Linked DNA regions of Drosophila melanogaster: region 1 is linked to region 2. A link is a contact called in public HiChIP or PLAC-seq data. All regions are on one chromosome and are shown on one strand. The core of a region is the stretch at or near the end of the contact, and the rest is flanking DNA. Distances in the headings are between cores, read along the strand shown.

What was found. HiChIP or PLAC-seq counts read pairs in DNA pulled down with a chosen protein or histone mark.
Region 1: a contact with region 2 is called in a CP190 HiChIP or PLAC-seq map of the Kc167 cell line, with 3 times the contacts expected there. The contact joins the promoter of CG9018 here to the promoter of CG5704 in region 2. A contact is called at or near these places in 26 of 107 Hi-C or Micro-C datasets (the Clone 8 cell line, the D17-c3 cell line, the Kc167 cell line and 13 more) and 3 of 6 datasets of contacts at active chromatin or transcription factors (all in the Kc167 cell line).

The regions. Positions count from the first base shown.
Region 1 is chr3L:2,235,312-2,239,907 of dm6, forward strand. It overlaps CG9018, which reads right to left and starts at 1,765. Exons shown (of 4, transcript NM_139444.2): 1 at 1,490-1,765; 2 at 739-1,418; 3 at 518-661; 4 at 1-267. The coding sequence starts at 1,640. The coding sequence ends at 115. ACXD (Adenylyl cyclase X D) reads left to right here and starts at 2,297. Exons shown (of 12, transcript NM_138984.4): 1 at 2,297-2,702; 2 at 2,997-3,239; 3 at 3,782-4,596. The coding sequence starts at 3,117.
Region 2 is chr3L:2,169,667-2,174,123 of dm6, forward strand. It overlaps CG5704, which reads right to left and starts at 1,305. Exons shown (of 2, transcript NM_001299983.1): 1 at 1,157-1,305; 2 at 1-1,026. The coding sequence starts at 1,180. The coding sequence ends at 43. CG15820 reads right to left here. Exons shown (of 2, transcript NM_139439.2): 2 at 3,329-4,315. The coding sequence ends at 3,395. It also overlaps the pseudogene CR15821.

The DNA.
Region 1 (4,596 bases), core at 515-3,014, 66 kb after region 2:
AAATCGTCATTCTTGTGTGTGCTTGGATTACAGTCAGGGGATTTGTGGGCGCGGTGCGATTAGGGGGACAATTGCAAATATATATGTAATCTTAAAGTGACTCCTTCGTTTCCTTCAATGCAGGGCGTTGAAGAGATCGCCAGCGGAGGGCAGGGGCGCAAGTCCGCCAGTCACATCCGGCAATCGGGTCAGGTCGGGCAGGTTGGAGAGGTGGTCGTGGATCTCCTTCTGCAGGCCCAACATCTTGGCCAGCTTCTTTTTGTGTTCCTGCAAAGACACAAAGAATTAGCCGACGATGTTCAAGACGTGCAATTAAAGGGGACTGCATTAGATTAGCTTCGGTTTCTTTTTTAATATGCAAATAAAATATTAATACAAAATGTGGATAGCCGACAAACGACTAGACTAGGTAACATAAAATAGAGGCAGTGACGAACAACATCCCATAGTTTTTGGATAACGATCTTTATCTAACAACCCCAAGGACCATGCATTGCCTAGACCATGAAGAACGTACATCGAGGCGTTGCTCAGCCTGGGAGAGAAGTTCCTTCTGCTCCGCTTGAAAATCTCGCAGCATGGTCGCCAACTTGGAGCGCTCCTCCATCTCCGCCGCCAACCGAGCATTGTAGTCGTTCAGCAGATCCACAGCTTCGTTCACCTAAGAGGAAATTGATTAATAGTATCCAATCAAGATTATTTTGACCACATCTTAGTGCATTTGGATTTTGACCCCACCTGTATGGCCAGTTCCTTGGCCTTGTCCTTATCCTCCAGCTTGCTGATGCAGCTAATCTCGGATATTTCCTGGGGCAGCTTGGCGATACGTTCGCGCACCACAGCATCGCTGGATGCGGAGTTTTCGATGCTGGTCAGGGCCCTGATGAGCTCCTCGGGCTCCGGTGGCTCTCCCAAAGGCAAGTAGGGTGGCGTGTGGCCGTTCTCGGGTTCCACAGAAACTACTTCCTCCGTCGGAGGAGCTGAGTTCGCGCTGCTGCCTTGGACGTGATGGCGCGAGCGCTTGGACTTAGAGTGGCGATCCTCGTGCTTGCGCTTCTCGCGGCGCTCGGATTTCTCGGGCTTGCCGCTGCCGCCGTGATCCTTCTCCTTCTCGGGCTTCTCACTATCGCCATTGGTCTTGCCATTGCTGCTGGAGCTGCTGCCAGGAGCCTCCTTGTGTAATCGCGACCTCCAGTCGGCAATGGTCTTGGGATCGTAGACGCCCCGCTCCAGCCAGATGTTTAGGATCCTTCCCAGGCTGCCCAGCAACTTGTCCGAGTTGCACTTCTCGCCAATGTGGGCGAACACCTTGCCCAGCACAAGGCTGTACTCCTTGCCGTACTCCGGGCCCTTCTTCTTGCTGTTCTGGATCACGTCGTTGGCCAGGTACATGAAGGTCAGCTTCTTAGGCTCCGGCACTGTTTGGGGATGCATGTGTATTAGTAGGTGTGCTGCACTGAATGGCCAGTAACTGCCAGGGGATACCCACCGTTCTCCAGCTCCCGCTGCCAGGTCCTTACAATCGCTGCACTGTGTTTTCGGTGGTGAATTAGCCACAGGGAGAGCGTCTGGATGCTCTGCTGGCTGCTGTTTAGCTCGGCCAGCTTCTTGAGTAGCGCCGAATCCGTGAAGGCCGACATGGCTGCTGCTGCTTTTCCGCCGCTTTTCCGTACTTATTATCAAATCAGTCGAACGATTGCAATATTTGCAAGTTTCTGAAAAATAAACAGCTTGGAATGCGTATCTATTTTTGACCAAAATACCAAATACGGCTAGATCGCAAGCCGCTTCAAATTACGGCAACTGGTCACACTCGCTGTGGCGGGAAATCAGTTTTCTTCGAATTTCAACCGAAATTCTCCTGTTCGATTTTTTGCTGTCTTGTTCTCGAAAGTTGCAAAGTTGGTTGTTGAATACACTTTGCAAGAAATACATTTTAAAGTAATTGATTTTACCTCAAAGCAGAGTTGCCGTACAAATAGGGCTGAATATACCAGCTTCCAACGTAAACCGCTAGAGGGAGCCAGTACGAGGCGCCAGAAAAATTTAAATTTGAATTTGAACCTTAGAGCAAGCAGAATTATGGTTTATTTAACTAGTTTTGATAAATTACAATAATCCAGAGCAGACTTTTAATAATTTCACTTGACAAGCAAGCACCCTACGGCTGTGTCATCAATCAAGTGCCAGCGCCGCCAAACACTTTTCACACTGATAAGCACTCCACTTTCAGCACTCAACCATCGAGAATCCAAGTGCGAACGATTGGACAGGTGTGGTGGGCTCGTTGGAGCCCTCAGTTGGTCGCAGCAGTTGGTTGGAGTCGGTCGCGTGTGTTGATAGCAGCTCCGGCGGGCAATTAAGTCGGACGGAATCGAATCGGGGCGAGCGCTTATCGCGGCAAAAGAGTAATTTGTGATACCTGTCCGCCGTGTATTGGCTTGTTGGAGCGCAACGCGCTTAAGTGGTGTTAATTTTTTATTAATTATTATCGTATTTATTACCCAACGAAAGTGAAGTGCGAAATCGGTCGCCTCAAGTGCCCGGCCGTACGTGCAAAGCCCGTAAATAAATTACACAGCCATATAGCCCTGATCCTTACCTCTACACTCGCTCTCGCCCACCGCAGCTGATAATGCAGACGAATTCCGCCTGATCGATTCCCATTCCCATTTCGATTGCGATTTGGAGTGCGAGTGCGGGTGAGTTTGATTTACAGACCATTAGCTATTACCACTATCAACGGCACATTAGACAAATTGCTAAATTAGCTGCTGTTTTCGCCACCATATACGCACATACATACATGCATACGAACATACGAATCGCACAGCTCGCAGCCCGAAATCCAAAATCCGGAGAGCTTCTCCGCACACCTCCCTCTTTCTGTTGGCTCCGATAAGCGAAGCCCCTCAATTGACTGATTCAATGCCTATTGGGGGACTTTGCGGCTGAAACTCTGATAGCCGCTAGCTAATTGTTTGATCCGATAATAGGCGAAATAGGCAGCCAGCCTCTGATTCTGAGTAGCTGCCACCGAAAATGAGCCCGCCACATTGATCATCTGATCTCCCATCCACCCAATCCAATCTGAACTGAACTGAACTGGCGCCATCATGGACTCCTACTTCGACTCGGCCATCGAGTACAATCGATCCAACCCCATCAGCCTGGCCAGGACCAGCAGCCAGGCCCAAACCGTGCAGAACGAGAAGAACTGGGAGTGGTCGTACCTTGTGGTGAGTGCCTCGTCTGAAGGATGCGTCGAAAACATTCAGCACTGCAGTGGTGGAAAGTTTTATTCCCGCGTAGCTTTATCTTTATATGGGTCCGCCAATCTTTATAAGCCATCACTAAAATCTGAGTTTACCCAATTGCAACCGAATGCAAAGTTCCTGCGCTTTATAGAACAGCTGAATAGGTAGTGATTCACCGTTGCATATGTAGTAAAAATCTATTTTACTGAACTGAAAACTTATGCAAATTATTTCAACTTGAATTATAGTATTTTCTCGAGCGTCCAGTTTGAAAAGTCTCAATTAAGGTTAATGATGACAGCCATTTTAGACAAGTATGAATGGCACTTGTTAGAGCAACGTTAGCAACGAACTTAATCTTAGTCTGTACGAAGGGCAAAAGTAAAATATATAACGTAAAAACTACTCTACAGTTAATATTGTAATGAAAGCCAGGCACAACGTTTACCAATGTACTTGATACCATCTGGCGGTTCTTCTTTCCATATGTCATACTCATACCTCTAATCACTCAAATCCCACAGAGAAAATGTCGCAACCTGGAGCTGGAGGACTCGTACGACCTATACATGCGTCGCCTGCGCGTCGGCTACCTGTCGCTGTTCATCTTCATCCACGTGGCGGTGACGGTGATCCACACGCTGCTGCTGCTGACCACGCCGGAGATCAAGTACGTGTACGTGGACATGGTGGCCTACATGTGCTCCGGCCTGGTCATCTGGGTGGTGCTGGGCGTGAACTTTCGCAGCGAGCTGGTGAGCAAGCACGGCTGGGTGGTCTACGCCACCTCCTGGCTGGCGGTGTGTGTAATGGTCCTGATGGACATCGGACTGAATGTTTACCACGCCACCAGCCACAACGACATCCTGAATCCGATCTACGATGCGTATACGCTGTACGCCATATACATGTTCATGCCGGTGCCGTACCTGCTGCAGCCGTTTGTCCTTGGATCGGCAGTCACCTTTTGCTACATAATAAACTACAGCTTCGTGATCACCGCCAAGGATGACAACCAAATGCACAGCATCCTGAACGAGGCCATATACCTGAGCTGTGTCAACCTACTGGGCATTTTCTTTCGCCTGATGAGGGATATAGCGCTACGCACCACCTTCCTCGATCGCCGGCAGTATGTGGAGGAGAATCTCCTGTTGCGCTATGCCAGGGATCAGGAGCGGAGTCTCTTGCTTAGCATCCTGCCTGCCCAGATCGCCGATCGGCTGCAGGAGGATGTGAAGAACCGCATCGAGCGATCCAAGCAGCAGCACCAGCAGCAGTCGCAGGTGGATCTGCGCAGGAGTGCGGATAGCCAGACCCTTAAAAGGTGGCGACAACC
Region 2 (4,457 bases), core at 55-2,554:
AAACTTTAAAACCTTTACAACTAAAGTTACAGTGTATTATTATCACAACTTGCTGCGCTTTTTGTTGGTCCATGTGAAAAATCGCTTTGGTTTTCTCGATCTATCTTCCTTTCCGGCCACAGTCCAGGAGGTCATAGCAGGAGGTCTGTGATGTTGGATGAAGGGCACAATGTAACCGGCGCATTCCTCGGCGGCATGGAGATGCAGATGATGGGTGCCGTTTTCCACCTCGTAGAACTCAAAGTGCGGATTATCCTTGGCCAAAATCGATATAGCCTCGTTGTTGCGGACGGAGAGATATGGTGACAAGGAGCCCTTGATGATTAGATATGGCTTTTTAATGATCCGCCTCGCCATTTCTGCCCCCAGACTATCGTCGATATCTATGTAGTGGTAGTACTTTACTCGAATATCCCTAGTGAAATAGAACCGTTCGGGATACAGTTTCGACTTGGCCAACTGGCGGTGGAGGAGGTGCTTAGCCAGTTCGGGGGATACGGAATTAAAGCTTCCCGCAGCCAGCACCTTTCCCAATTGGTTGTGCGTGTAGGAGGGCGGCTCAATGTAATTTCCCAGCTTCTGTCGCTCAACATTCACTAGTTGTTTCTCTATACTAAGGTCCATGTAGTCTATGTCGTTTCTCAAGGGGAGCAGTATGTCCAGGGAGACGATCATATCGACGGTGTGAGGAGCAAGAGAGGCATAAATGAAGCTCAGGACTCCGCCCAGTGAGTGTCCAATGAGAGAGACCTTTGACCATCCGTACTCCTTCATGACCAGTGGAATAGTGAACACGTACTCGTACACACTGTAGTACATTCCCGGTGGCAAATGCGAGGATCTTCCATGTCCTGGCAGATCGATGCAGAGTACTCCTAGATAGTCAGGAAGCAGGGGAATGAGCCGATCGAAGGTTCCCAGGTTGTCCAGCCATCCGTGAATCGCCAAGATGGGTCGCTCGTTCCGATTTCCGTACCAACGTCCAGAAATGTGACCCCAGGGTACGGGAATCTTCACAGCTTCGAACTGAAAGATGCATAAACTGTATTAGTCACTTTTAGCAGATGGTCACACAACAGATGGTTGACTTACACTTAAGATTACAAATTAATAATTGGTGGGTAAAGGTTGTCTATTAATCTATTAATGTACTTACATCGCTCAGTGACAAAGTTCCCATTGCTCTTAATTCTCGATTTAAGTAGTACTGGTTTTTGCTTATCTTAATTTGCTCTAAATCATTTGTATTCCGTTTGATTGTCTACTCGTCTTTCTGCTTTAACATGTTGGCGCAAACTAACATATTGTATTAAGTTGGGTTTGGTATTACTCAAACTGCAAACAAAAAGAGATCTTGCTATTCTCTTAATTAACTCTTAATTAATAATTAAGAGAGCGAGATAAGATTGGGTTCTAAGTTGTATTCTCTCACGAGCTCTTATTACAACTTCCAATTACAGTGTATAAAATGCATAGAATGATCTTCGTGTTCTTAATCACATCAAGTTGTTGTTAACTATTGTTTATGTACATTAGTTTATATTTCATTTATTAAAATACAAATATCTAGAAATTCGCGAGCGCTTAAGTTGACATAACAAAAACATGAATAAGCAAGCTTTCGATGAGAGAAAAAGCTTTCGAGTGTTTCGGGGCGAATGTCAATGTGAGATCTGTTAAATTTAAATATTACTTTGTATCCTAAAAGAAGATCCAAATATTTGGATTTAGTTTATAATCCGAATTTCAAGTAGCAAATGAAATTGATACACTGGTCTGTATCAAATTTAAGTCAAAAGCATGTAATCAAAGTCATCTGCTGAAATTATGAACACCACCGCATAAACCAAAAAGCCTACAAAAGCACGTTAAGTGCTTGTAGATTGCTAACTTAAAAATACCGTCTATTTATAAACAAAGTAGCTCCGCCTTTATTACCTTTTGAAATGAAAAACGCGTAACAACAACAAAATCATTCATAAATACTGCCAAGTACTAATGACTCTAATTTTAACACTGATTATTGCACATTCTTAGATTAAACTCGCGATCGCAAGATCGGAATTTATGCTCTTGCTATTAAAACTAAATTAATTGCGATTGGATTTGACTATAACTTTCCTTGGAACAGAGTTGCTCCCATCGGTGGTCGATGGTACTGAATAAAGGGACACATGTACTTCGCACACTCCTCGGGGAATTCCAGGTGAACGTGATGGGTACCGTTTTCCACTTCGTAGAACTCAAAGTGTGGATTATCCTGGGCCAAAATGGAAACGGCTTCGTCACTGTGAGCGCCCAGAAAGGGCGACATAGATCCCTTGATAATGAGAAAGGGCTTCTTCCCAACGCCCCCGGCCATATCGGCAGCCAGTTCCGCACCAATGTCCCAGTAGTTGTAGAACTTGATCCGCCTATCTATGGATAAGTAAAACGATTCCGGATTTAGTCCTGACTCCTTCCTTGGGCCAACTCGGGTGTCACCGAATTCAGCGTGCCATTGGCGACAGCCATTCCCAATTTCGGCAGCTTGTAACTGGGTGGCTCCCGCAGAGATCCGCTCGCCAGGATCTCATCCTGCGCCATGTGCTGGTCCAGGTTTCTGCGGAAGCTTTCGAGAGCAATGTCACTGTCGAACTTCGGCATCAGCACACAGTCTATGCAAATGACCATGTCCACTGTATCGGGTGCCATTGTCGCGTAAATAAAACTGTAGAAGGCGCCCAATGAGTGTCCCATGAGCGAAACCTTCTCCCAACCAAAGTGCTTCATAATCCGCGGAATAATGAACACGTCGTTGTACACATCATATCGAATTCCCAGTGGCAGAGGCGAGGATCTTCCATGTCCTGGTAAATCGATGCAGAGCACTCCCACGTGACCGGGTAGCAGTGGAACCAGGCGATCGAAGGTGCCCAGGTTGTCCAGCCATCCGTGTAGTGCCAGGATGGGGCGTTCCGTTCGATTTCCATACCATCTTCCCGAAATGTAGCCCCAAGGAGCAGGAATTTTCAGTTCCTTGCACTGTAGGCATAATGAAATTTCTATGAAATTCTATACGGCATCTGTTCCTTACTTACTTCGGTAACTGGAAGTTGCTGCAACATGGTTTTTAGTTTATGCAGCAAACGGCGTTTCAAACGTCTTTTTGCTTTGACGATCAGTCAACGACTTCTTTAAATTTTTATGTTGCTGCTGCTTTTTGGCGCTAATGTTTACAATATCAGTAATCGAGATACGCTAAAAAAAGCTTCCCACATAAAAGCTTTTTTGATTACAAAACGCACAATATAATCTTAAAGCAGGGGAACCTAATTGTACTCTGCATCTTTCCTCAATTTCTAGTTTATTTTACTATTTCCAAATATGTGTTTCCTAAAACTTAAATAGCACATTAAAGTTTGCTGCTTCTTGGAGGTCTGTGATTTCGGATGAAGGGAACGATATAGCGGGCACACTCCTCGGCGGCATGCAGGTGGACATGATGCTTGCCGCCCTCCACTTCGTAGAACTCAAAGTTGGGATTATCATGTGACAGAATGGACATTGTTTCGTTGCATCGAGGTCCCACAAATGGTGAAAGGGATCCCTTAATTACCAGATAGGGTTTCTTCTCAATACGCCTCGCCATTTCAAGAGCAAGTCCGTTTTCAATGTCGAATATGTGATAGAACTTTACACGTCCATCTCTGGAGAAGAATACCTTTTCCGGGTACATGTTTGATTTGGCCACCTGGCGGTGGAGCATGTGATCGGCCAGGTGTTGCGGCACCGAGTTGTTGCTGTTCCTGGCGAGCGTCTCACGCAGCTTACTCAAGGTGAACGATGGCGGCTCATGTTCGGTGCCATCCGCCTGTCGCCTCTCCTCCAGCAAATAACCTTCTATGTCCTTGGTCAACTTGCTGGGATCCTCGATTCTCCGCGGCAGCAGTACATCCAATGATATAATCATATCGACTGTGCTTGGTGCCATGGCCGCGTACATGAAGCTCATCACACCTCCGAGGGAATGACCCATTAAGGAGACCTTGGACCAGCCGAACTCCTTCATCACCCTCGGTATGATGAACACATAGTCGTAGACGTTGTAGGGCACACCCGGCGGAAGCCTAGAAGATCTACCATGTCCGGGTAGGTCGATGCACAGCACGCCTATGTAGTCGGGAAGCAGGGGAATCAGCCGATCGAAGGTTCCCAGATTGTCCAGCCATCCGTGAATTGCCAAAATGGGTCTATCAGCTCGATTGCCATACCAACGGCCTGCTATGTGACCCCAAGGTGCTGGAATCATCACCTCTTCATACTGCAGGCGTTTCTAAATATATATAGAAGAAATCAATATTCAATTGAATATTCATTTTAACAGGATAAACTACATAAATTTATTGCAAAATTGATTTAAGTGCAAGAGTATGAAATATTCCACTGGCATAAGTACACACTTTTCTGCTTTTTGT